Linked DNA regions of Macaca mulatta: region 1 is linked to region 2. A link is a contact called in public Hi-C data. All regions are on one chromosome and are shown on one strand. Each heading gives the region's core, a stretch centred on a gene start, on an enhancer-like site or on the middle of the called end of the contact. The rest is flanking DNA. Distances are from core to core; before and after follow the strand shown. Region 1 holds the start of EDF1 (endothelial differentiation related factor 1). Region 2 holds the start of FBXW5 (F-box and WD repeat domain containing 5).

What was found. Hi-C and Micro-C count contacts between places; a contact is called where the count stands out from the background.
Region 1: a Hi-C map of liver shows a contact between it and region 2, with 1.8 times the contacts expected there. The contact joins the promoter of EDF1 here to the promoter of FBXW5 in region 2. A contact is called at or near these places in 2 of 14 Hi-C or Micro-C datasets (fetal cortex germinal zone and liver).

Annotation. Positions count from the first base shown.
Region 1 is chr15:5,598,242-5,604,143 of T2T-MMU8v2.0, reverse strand. It overlaps EDF1 (endothelial differentiation related factor 1), which reads right to left and starts at 1,557. Exons shown (of 5, transcript NM_001193597.1): 1 at 1,451-1,557. The coding sequence starts at 1,528. It overlaps LOC144334946 (a long non-coding RNA gene), which reads right to left. Exons shown (of 3, transcript XR_013405258.1): 3 at 5,132-5,493.
Region 2 is chr15:5,520,424-5,525,832 of T2T-MMU8v2.0, reverse strand. It overlaps FBXW5 (F-box and WD repeat domain containing 5), which reads right to left and starts at 2,358. Exons shown (of 9, transcript XM_015116336.3): 1 at 2,140-2,358; 2 at 1,437-1,652; 3 at 902-1,059; 4 at 348-522; 5 at 81-229. The coding sequence starts at 1,629. It overlaps C8G (complement C8 gamma chain), which reads left to right and starts at 2,668. Exons shown (of 7, transcript XM_015116337.3): 1 at 2,668-3,027; 2 at 3,962-4,098; 3 at 4,258-4,328; 4 at 4,414-4,521; 5 at 4,792-4,893; 6 at 4,978-5,016; 7 at 5,095-5,302. The coding sequence starts at 2,890. The coding sequence ends at 5,108.

The DNA of each region.
Region 1 (5,902 bases), core at 308-2,807, 79 kb before region 2:
AAGCGATTTTCCTGCCTCAGCCTCCCCAGTAGCTAGGATTACAGGCACCTGCCACCACGCTTGGCTAATTTTGTGTATTTTTAGTAGAGACAGGGTTTCACCATCTTGGCCAAGCTGGTCTTGAACTCCTGACCTCATGATCCACCCGCCTTGGCCTCCCAGAGTGCTGGGATTACAGGCTTCAGCCACTGTGCCTGGCTAACATTTCTACCACTTCAGAGAAGTGACTTGTGGAGCATCCTAAGTGTGATGTACTCACAGATGCTGCCACCCAATTATTCCCCGTGACTCCTAGCTTATGGCCATTAAGTTTCCTTTAAAAGGAAAGGAGAATGAATTTGGTTTTGACCATACAACCAGCAAGGGCAGGGCAGACCAATGAATCCCTGTCACCAGAGCCCCAGCACATCCTGGCCCAACTGGCCTCAAAGGCTTCAGCCCTAGGCCACCTGAGAGTACGAATGAGGCAGAGGTGGTGACTAAACCGTCCTCCCTATTACATCAGACTCACAACTGACCCTCGGAAACATCAGCCACACTGGTAATCTCCTTCCACAAGTACTGCTCAGGACACACCCATGTTCCACCCGTGCAACAGGGGGAGGCAAGGTCCACCTGCTCATGGGGTTCCCTGATGCAGGCACTCCCTACAGCCTGTGATGGACCAGGTAGGCTCCTTGGGCAGTATCTGACTAGCGGAGACCAGTAGAACCAAGCAGGCCCCAAGCAAAGAGAAAAGGCTCAAGGAGGAGCCTACCCTCTGTCCCCAACTCCCACTCAGGTCACTAACCTCTGTCCCAGTCACCCGGTCTCCCGCCCCAGGCCCTCAACTGCTGTCCACTGGCCCCCAGCCCTATCCCAACCCCAATTCCCCACCCTCATCGCTGGTTCCTGCTGCTTGCCCCAGTCCCCACCCCTGTCCTAAGCCCTGTCCCCGACTCTAGTCCCTGTCCTCCCAAGCCCTGTCCCCAACTCCATCCCTGCCCCCCGTTCCCAGTGCCCACCCTGGTCCTCTGACCCCTATCCTCACACAAGGCCCCAGCCTTGTCCCCGCCCCCGTCCCCACCTCCTGCCTCTGTCCTCACACCTGTCCCCACCAACAGTCCCTGCCCCTATCCCCTTCCCACCCCACCCTGGCACTGATCCCCGTCCTATCACCTGCCCCTTGCCCTGTCCCGTTCCCTGCTCCTCCTCTCCCGCAGTCGCCCGCCCCCTACCTCCTGGGTCCGCCCCCCACCTTCCCACCCCTGTTCTGGCCCGGTCCTCCTGCCACTGCGATGCTCCCCGCCCCTCGAACCCCATCCTCCCCCCGGCACCCGAGCCTTGTCCCCGCCCCCCGCGCCCCGTCCCGGGCCCCGCCTGGCCTTCCCCGACCCCCTGCCCCACGGTCCGTGGCCCCGGCCCAGCGTCCGCCCAGCCCGGCCCGGCCGCTCCTCCGTCAGCAAAGCACCTGCTTGGACTTGGCCTGGGCGGCCGTGGGGCCCTTCTTGCGCAGCACCGTCACCGTGTCCCAGTCGCTCTCGGCCATGGCGGGCGAAGGCGGGCGTCAGTCCGGCGGCTCGGCGGCAGCTGCTAGAGACCCGGCGCGGCGACGCGACGTCCCTTCGGCGCCTCCCCGCTTCCGGCGTCCCATTGGCTGGCGGCACGCGGGGGGCGGGCACTTCCCGTGCTCGGGGCCATTCGGCGTTCGGCTCGTCTGAGGGACGCCGCGGCCGCGCGCGGCTGACGTGGGGAGGGCAACGTTGGGGCCTGGCCTGGCGAGGCGCGGCGGCCGCTGGGGGCGCAGGTCGGGAGGACCCCTGAACCCGGGCCCCGCGGCCTCCCAGCACACGCGGGCGGCGCCTGCGCCTCCCCGGGCCCCGCACCCCGGCCGGGCCACGCGGGCGGAGGAGGCGCGGGGTCTCCGCTCTCTCCCCGGCCGCCCCCCTTTGTTTTGCCGCCTGCGCGGCTGGGACCTGCGCTCGAGGACCAGGGCTGTGGGGCCCGAAACGCAGCGTGGGGTGGGATTCTTTTTAAGAAAAAGAATGCAGGCCGGGCGCGGTGGTTCGCGCCTGCAATCCCAGCACTTTGGGAGGCCGAGGCGGGAGGATCACCTGAGGTCGGGAGTTCGAGACCAGCCTGACCAACATGGAGAAACCCCGTTTCTACTAAAAATACAAAATTAGCTGGGCGTGGTGGCGCATGCCTGTAGTCCCAGCTACTCGGGAGGCTGAGGCAGGAGAATCGGTTGAACCCAGGAGGCGGAGGTTGCGGTGAGGCGAGATCGCGCTATTGTACTCCAACCTGGGCAAGAAGAACGAAACTGCATTTCAAAAAAAAGGAATGGAAGACTATGAAAACATGGGTGGCAAAAATGAATGGTTTTGCATATGTTTATTTTCTGTAACATATAAAGTGTATATGTTGTACGACAATAATTATGTAATACCCTATTTTACAGCTATTTTACAGTTGTTTTGTATAATGAGAAAGGTCGTTATACATTATTATTGAACAAGATTTTTAGGATTTTTTTTTTTTTTTTTTTTTTTTTAAGATAGTCTCGCTCTGTTGCCCAGGCTGGAGTGCAGTGGCACCATCTCGGCTTCCTGCAAGATCCGCCTCCCGGGTTCACGCCATTCTCCTGCCTTAACCTCCCTAGTAGCTGGGACTACAGGTGCCCGCCACCACGCCCAGCTAATTTTTTTTGTATATTTTTAGTAGAGACGGGGTTTCACCGTGTTAGCAAGGATGGTCTCGATCTCCTGACCTCGTGATCCGCCCGCCTCGGCCTCCCAAAGTGCTGGGATTATAGGCGTGAGCCACCGCGCCTGGCCAAGATTTTTATTTTTATAGACAGGGTCTCACTCTGTGGCCCACGCTGGAGCACGGCAGCGCCCACTGCAGCCTCGACGTCTTGGGCTCAAGTGAAGGGACTGTAGGCGCAGCCCCCGCGCCTGGCTAATTTTTGTATTTTGTAGGGTAGAGGTGGGGTCCCCATGCTGCCCTGGCTTGTTGGTCTGGAACTCCTGAGCTCGTGTGATCCTCCTGCCTCGGCCTCCCAAAGTCTGGGATTACAGGCTTGAGCCACCGCTGGCCCTAATCATAGTACTGACTTCTGGGCTTTGAATGGATGAGCTTCCTGTAGCACTGCTGCAGGTTATGCTCCACAAACAAGGATCCTGGTAAGTGCAGTCTCCATCCAAAAAGACAACATAAATAAATGCTGTGTTAAACTGGAAATGCTGCATTACCAAATGCACTCCAGAGAGGAGACAACTGTAATTCTAACCAGGCAGTGGCAAGTTGAGTCTTCTGCTTACCGTTTTTCACACTGGATGACTGGAAGAGTCTTGCGGACCCACTGATGGCTCCGTGCATACAAACCTTACTTCTCTGCTTCTCACCAACTTCCAGCACCAAGCTCCGTTCAGCTAAGGACTCAACAGCCTCAGACATCCAGCAAGGATGTGACTCAACTGAATGAAAATATCCCTTGTGGCCGGGTGTGGTGGCTCACGCCTGTAATCCCAGCACTTTGGGAGGCCGAGGCAGATGGATCACGAGGTTGAGAGATCAAGATCATCCTGGCCAACACAGTGAAACCCTGTCTCTATTAAAAATACAAAAATTAGCTGGGTATGGTGGTGTGTGCCTGTAATCCTACCTACTCGGGAGGCCAAGGCAGGAGAATCGCTTGAACCTGGAGGTGGAGGTTGCAGTGAGCCGAGACTGCGCCACTGCACTCCAGCCTAGGGACAGAGTAAGACTCCACTGTCTCTAAAAAAAGAAAGAAAAAGAAAATATCCCATAAACCCTGACTGGATGTATCTCCGCTCAAGTCCCCCTTCGTTGTGTGCCAAAAATGCTTATAGTCACCCCAGTGCCACCAGCCCCCAGGAAGAGTGTGGTGAAGGCGGAGTTGGCCTGGAAAGAGGCAGCCTTGTTAACACTGCAGTTCAGTCCTCCTATGTGACAAACTCAGCCAACACCCGACCTCGTGAATGCATTGGGAGGCCCTTCTCAGAGCCTCAGAGACCCATGCAGGAGGGGCTGAGCTAGCTCCATAGTGAGCCTGGGCGGAGAGACAGGGGACAGCTACATCTAGCTGTCCTCTGCAGGTGTCCACCAGGACAGCTGTTGTCCCATCGGGCCCTCCATCAGGAGTCCAGGCCTGATGCCACAAGTCACTTGTGCCCTGTCCTTGGCACTCCCTGCACCAAGGCACGATGGATACAGGTGTCTGTGTGAGGCTGTCCTCACTGCCCACTCGTCCCACCCTGGGGTCATTTGTACGCACTCCCTCCTATTCTGGGATTCTTCCAACTTAGGGCCCGGAGGAAAGCGGCTGGTATGGAGAAGCAGCTTTGGGAGGCCTGGCGAGCCTCTCATACCTCATTGGAGATGTCACACCACTGTCGGTCTACCAGTTATCCATTTAGCTTTGTGCATGGAGAAAAAACAATTCCAAAGCTTTCTGGAGAAAAAAAAGTCTCTTCATTTCCATCTGTAGATCTTAGTGTCTCTCTGGCATAATTTTCCTCCAGCCTTTCTTAGTTCCTTTTAGTACCATCTGCTGTAGTTTCATCTTTCATTTAACTGCAAATGTCTCTATTTTGCCCTTGTGTTTGAAGGATACACTATTGTATAAACGTCATCCCACTGTCTTCCATCATTGCCAATGAGAATCAGTGATCAGTCATTTGTGTCCTGGTTCCCTAGCAGGTTATGTGACAATGTGACATGTCCTCTGGCTCTTTCAAGACTATCCCTTTGTCTTCAGTTTTCTTTTTCTTTTCTTTTCTTTTTTTTTTTTTTTTTTGAAGACAAGGCCTCACTCTGTTGCCCAGGCTGGAGTACAAGGCACAATCATGGCTCACTGCAGCCTCAACCTCCTGGGCTCAAGTGATCCTCCCACCTCAGCCTCCCAAAATACTGGAATTGCAGGCACGTTCCGACACCCGCAGCCTGATCTTCAGTTTTCTTAGCATGTGTTCAAGCGTATTTTCCTTCGTATTTACCTTGCTTGGGTTCACTGAGCTGCTTTTTTATTTTTATTTTTTGAGATGGAATCTTGCTCTGTCACCCAGGCTGGAGTGCAGTGGCGCAATCTCGGCTCACTACAACCTCCGCCTTGTGGGTTCATGCCCAGCTTTTTTTTTTTTTTTTTTTTTTTTGAGAGGGAGTCTCACTCTGTCACCCAGGCTGGAGTGCAGTGGGGCTATCTCAGCTCACTACAAGCTCCGCCTCCCGGGTTTACGCCATTCTCCTGCCTCAGCCTCCCGAGTAGCTGGGACTACAGGCGCCCGCCACCTCGCCCGGCTAGTTTTTTGTATTTTTTAGTAGAGACGGGGTTTCACCACGTTAGCCAGGATGGTCTCGATCTCCTGACCAATTTTTTTTTTTTTTTTGAGACGGAGTTTCACTCTTGTCACCCAGGCTGGACTGCAGTGACATGATCTAGGCTCACTGCAACCTCTGCCTCCCAGGTTCAAGTGATTCTCCTGCCTCAGCCTCCCGAGTAGCTGGGATTACAGGTGCCTGCCACCACACCCGACTAATTTTTTGTATTTTTAATAGAGACGAGTTTCATCATGTTGGCCAGGCTGGTCTCAAACTTTTGACCTCAGGCGATCTGCCTGCCTCGGCCTCCCAAAGTGTTGGGACTACAGGCATGAGCCACCGCACCTGGCCCACTGAGCTTCTTAGGGCTTTATAGTGCCACACATTCACCACATCGGAAACTTTTTCCTGCTACTTACTTATTTAGAGACGAGGTCTCACTCTGTCATCCAGGCTGGAATGCAGTGGCGTGATCACAGCTCACTGCAGCCCCCACCTCACAGGCTTCAGTGATCTTCCTACCTCGGCCTCCTGCCAAAATGCTGCCTTTTGGGAGGCCGACATGGGAAGACTGCTTGAG
Region 2 (5,409 bases), core at 1,109-3,608:
GGGGCACACGCCAGGTGGGCGCCAGGCCCTGGGGATGGCAACCCTGCCCCCAGCCCAGCCCTGTCCCGCCCCGCCCGCACCTGGAAGGCGTTGTTGAGCCACAGCACCGAGCAGGAGGTGATGTCTCCGATGCGGTGCAGGTTCCCCGAGATGAGGCTGGTCTCGGTGAGCCAACAGCCAAACACGTCGTAGGGCTTGTTCCGCACGCGGGACAGCAGCACGAAGGAGTCTGTGGGGAGGCCAGGGCTGGACAGGCTGTCGGCGTGGGGGAGGGGTGGGGGAGGGGTGGGGGAGGGGGGCGCGGGGGCAGGGGCGGGGCCCACCCGGCACCTGGCACCCGTGCTCACCTAGGCTGATGACAGCGATCTCGCCAGATGAGGAGTTGTGCGGCCCCAGGAACACCCCCGAGGCCAGCAGCAGCGAGTCATCCTTGTTGAACTGGGAGAACTGGGTGTAGCTCCAGTTGTAGGGTCGCATGTCCGCGCTGTGCAGCAGCGAGATGGTCAGGTCGTTGCTCCAGATCTGCACGGCGGGGGTGGCCATGGTGATCGCCTGGCCAGGTCGCGGGGCAGGGGCCTGCTACCACAGCGCCATGAGGCCCCAGCTCTGCCAGCCCTGCTCAGAGGCCACCAGGGGGCAGGGACTCCTTGAAGCCACTGTCATCCACTCTGAGAGCATCGGTATAGAGGGTAGGAGCCTGCCCCTGTGGGACCCTCTCCTCAGCCCTCAGGGCCACCCTGCACCGCTCCTGATCCTGTGGTCCCTCCGCTGGATGCAGGAAGCTGCTGTGTCACCTTTGGCCTGACCCTCCCTTCCCACCTGGTTGGAACGCCTGGGTCCTGGGACCTCCGTGCTTTCGGGGCAGCTGGGTGGGATGTGCAGGACACCTGGCCATCCTCACCTTCACAGTGCAGTCCTTGGAGCAGGACGCGAACTGGTACCCCGAATGGGAGAAGCTCAGGTGCAGGACCTGGTCCGTGTGTTCCCGCAGCGTCTGCACCTCCACGCAGGGCACCGTGTCATACAGCCGCTGGAACTCCTCGTACCAGGACGTGGCCGCTGTGGGTGGGCAGTGTCAGTCCTGGGCCCAGGCCTTCCTCCTCACAGTCAAGGTCAGAGTGTGGCCCCAGCAGTCCTGGCAGGCCCCGTGGTGCCCCTGGAACCCACTACCCATGGCATAGGCCTTGGCTGGGGGATACAACCCTGCAATTCACAGAGACACCTGTACCCCCCACCCCCCAAGTGACCCAATGAACCCTCTGGCCCCCATGCTCTGAGGGGGGCCTGGGCTGTGTCCGACAGACCTCGATCAGGGTGAGGGTGTGAGGATGGACACTCGGGGCCGCGGGGCAGGCCCCCAGCCAGGCTGACCCCCAAACACAGGAGCCCGGGGCCCTGGCTGCAGAACGTGGGCAGGGGCCCCGCACGCCACTGACCTGGGTGTCGGGGCACATCGCGGGCCACCTGGTAGTAGCGGTAGAACTGCTCCCTCCACAGGAACTCGTCCCGCGACACGGCCTGCCATTGGCGGCACACCAGCCCCGCGGCCAGCACGTCGGCCGGGCCCAGGCTCAAGAAGATCTGGTAGACGAGGCTGTCGGGGAGCAGGGGCGTGCCGCCCTCGTCCATCGTGACATTCTGCCCAGGCGGCCCTGAAACCCACCAACGGCTGCCCTCAGCCCAGGCCCGAGAAGGGAGACCGAGAGCGGGCGCCCGGTTCCTCCCGCCCCAACCGTCCTGCCGGGAGTTCCACGGGGCTGGGTGTCTGCAGGGGACGCCCGGGCACCGCCGTCCAACCAAGGACCCGGCAGCTCCGGGCGGGCCGGGCCGTCCCCGCTCCGCCGCGCCATCCCCCGGCCTCCTGCGGCCGGCAGCGGGCGCCCCTCAGCCCGCCGGGGCCCGGACCGCCGCTCGCGAAGCACGGGGACACCGGGCGCCGTCCGGGGACGGGCTTCCGCCGAGGGGAGGCTCGGGGCGGCCGGGCAGTGGCCTCCGCCCTGCGGCCCTGGAGAAACCCTGCCCGGCTGGCTCGGGGCGGCCGGCGGGGACGCGCGCACGGGCGGCCTCGGGGCTTCTGCAGTCGCCCAGAGCGGGCGGGGCCGACGAGGCGGGACCCCCGAGGGCCGCAGGCGCACTCACCACGGCCGCCTCCGCCCGCTGCACCGCCCCCGCCCCGCGCGGCCCGGACCCGCTTCCGCCGCCGCAGCCGCTCGGACGGCCGCCCCCGCCCACCGGGGAACCCGCCAGGCCCGACGCCACGAGCCCCGAGGCATCGATGGCCGAGGAAGGCAGAGAGCGCGGGCAGCCCGCGTCCGCCCCTCGTGCGCCTGCGCCTCGGGCCTCGGCGGCCCGGCCGGCTTTTCTTCGTGCGCCTGCGCGCACTCGGGCGCGTTGGGAACAGCGCCCCTTGTGGCCAACGAGCGGCGGTCGTGGGCGGGGCTGCGGGCGACACTCAAAGACCCCTGGTTCGGGACCCGCCTCCGGCGCTCCCTGTTTCCGGGCCCTGAGCAAGTGGCTTCATGAACCCCGTGACGTTGGTCATGGAGCTAAAACCACTGGGTGATGGTTTAAGGAAGATAATGTGCAAAGGGCTAAGGACTGTCAGTGGAAATCAAGGGTGCAGGGGAAATGGATAAACAACCAGAGGTCAACTCGGACTTTGTACATAGGACATGGTGCCAGGGCCCTGCCGGGAAGTGCAGATCAAAGCTGGGCTCACGAGAAAGCTGGGGGTGGGATGTGGGGCTGGCCCAGGGCTGGGGTTAGGGAGGCAAGGGATGGACATGGACTTCCTGGGCCGGGCTCTGTGACTGCACAGTAGACTCTGTCCTGGGACTTGGTGGTGCTACCCTTGGCCTCCCACAGTCCTGCCACCCTGCCGCCGCCACCATGCTGCCCCCTGGGACTGCGATCCTCTTGATTCTGCTTCTGACAGCTGGCTCGCTGGGCCAGAGGCCTCAGAGGCCACCCCGGCCCCCATCCGCCATCAGCACAATCCAGCCCAAGGCCAATTTTGATGCTCAGCAGGTAGAAGTTGTGGGGGGTAGAGGGAGGAACGTGAAGTTGTGGGGGGCGGTAGAGTGAGTCAGGTAGAAGTTGTGTGGCGGGGGGGAGAGGGTGAAGTTGTAGGGGGTAGAGGGAGGCAGGTAGAAGTTGTGTGGCGGGGGGGGAGGGTGAAGTTGTAGCGGGTAGAAGGAGGCAGGTAGAAGTTGTGTGTGGCGGGGGGGAGGGTGAAGTTGTAGGGGGTAGAGGGAGGCAGGTAGAAGTTGTGTTGGCAGGGGGGAGGGTGAAGTTGTAGGGGGTAGAGGGAGGCAGGTAGAAGTTGTGTTGGCAGGGGGGAGGGTGAAGTTGTAGGGGGTAGAGGGAGGCAGGTAGAAGTTGTGTGTCAGGGGGAGGGTGAAGTTGTAGGGGGTAGAGGGAGGCAGGTAGAAGTTGTGTGGCGGGGGGGAAGGGTGAAGTTGTAGGGGGTAGAGGGAGGCAGGTAGAAGTTGTGTGTCGGGGGGGAGGGTGAAGTTGTAGGGGGTAGAGGGAGGCAGGTAGAAGTTGTGTGTGGCGGGGGGGGAGGGTGAAGTTGTAGAGGGTAGAGGGAGGCAGGTAGAAGTTGTGTGTCAGGGGGGAGGGTGAAGTTGTAGGGGGTAGAGGGAGGCAGGTAGAAGTTGTGTGTGGTGGGGGGAGGGTGAAGTTGTAGGGGGTAGAGGGAGGCAGGTAGAAGTTGTGTGTCGGGGGAGAGATGGTGAAGTTGTAGGGGGTAGAGGGAAGCAGGTAGAAGTTGTGTGTCGGGGGAGAGGGTGAAGTTGTAGGGGGCAGAGGGAGGCAGGTAGAAGTTGTTGGCAGGGAGAGGGAAGCAGGGGAAGTTATGGGGGGTGTAGAGGGAAGCAGGTGAAGTTGTTTTGGGGGTAGAGGCAGGCAGGTGAGGGGCCCTCCCACAGTGCCCTCGAGTCCTCCCATGGCCTGTCCCCAGTTTGCAGGGACCTGGCTCCTTGTGGCTGTGGGCTCTGCCTGCCGTTTCCTGCAGGAGCAGGGCCACCGGGCTGAGGCCACCACACTGCACGTGGCTCCCCAGGGCACAGCCATGGCTGTCAGCACCTTCCGAAAGCTGTGAGTCCCAGAGCAGCCCTGCACCCTAACCCCAACCCTCCTCTCAGCCCCCGGACTTCAGCCCTGCCCTGGCCCCTGACCCCACCCCGACTGTGGCCTGGACTAGGGTTCCTGGTTGGGGTCCCCCAGCCTGCGGTGCCTCCTCCCTGCCCCCCCCAGGGATGGGATCTGCTGGCAGGTGCGCCAGCTGTATGGAGACACAGGGGTCCTCGGCCGCTTCCTGCTTCAAGGTGAGGCAGGGACCGCAGGGCATGTGGGTGGGTGGTGACGCAGCCGCCGTGGCTCTCTGACGTGGCTGCCGTGGCTCTGCCCCAGCCCGAGGCGCCCGAGGGGCTGTGCATGTGGTTGTTGCTGAGACCGACTACCAGAATTTCGCTGTCCTGTACCTGGAGCGGGCGGGGCAGCTGTCAGTGAAGCTCTACGGTATGTGGGGGCCAGCCTCTTTGACCAGGCAGGCAGGCGCTCAAGCTCTGCACACTCACTGGGCCATCCGGGGGGGCTGGTTGAGTCCAGGGGGACACACCCTTCCTCTCTCCCATCCTGACCCTCCTGCTAAGCAGAGGCCCAGGGAGGAGTAGTGACAGACAGGCCTGGTGTGGGGGCAGGGAGAGGGCTCCGAGGGGGCAGGGGACACACAGACGCCATTCCACACCGCCTGGTGCTGGGACCCCAGGAGCCCTGTCTGCCCCGCAGCCCGCTCACTCCCTGTGAGCGACTCGGTCCTGAGTGGGTTTGAGCAGCGGGTCCGGGAGGCCCACCTGACTGAGGACCAGATCTTCTACTTCCCCAAGTATGGTGAGTGTCCCCAGCAGGTCCCCGGCTCAGCCACCCCTACTCTCTGGGCTGATGTCCAGCCTGACCCCTGCCTTGGGCCCCCAGGCTTCTGCGAGGCTGCAGACCAGTTCCACGTCCTGGATGGTGAGTGCACAGCAGGGCAAGCATGGCGGCACGGTGAGGGGGGCCACTGCCACCGGCTGAGTCTCGTCTCTGCTGCAGAAGTGAGGCGGTGAGGCTGGCCCGCAGCTCCAGTGCTGAGAAGTCAGTGCCCTGAGAGATGCCCCGCCGGTGGGATGCCTGCCGCCCATCCCCCGTGAGCCCCCAGCCTCAGATCAGGGCCCTGCCACCTGGGGCGGGGGATATTCTGCCGGCTGCCCCAGAGGACAGTGGGTGGAGAGGTACCTTCTTATTAAATGTCTCAGACCCCTCCCTGACTCTTTTCTGTCCACTCTGGACCAGCGCCAGTACCACCAAGGCCCTCTCCGCCCCCGCCCCACCTCTTTAAAAGCCTGGGGCTCCCTGTTGGCTGGAGCC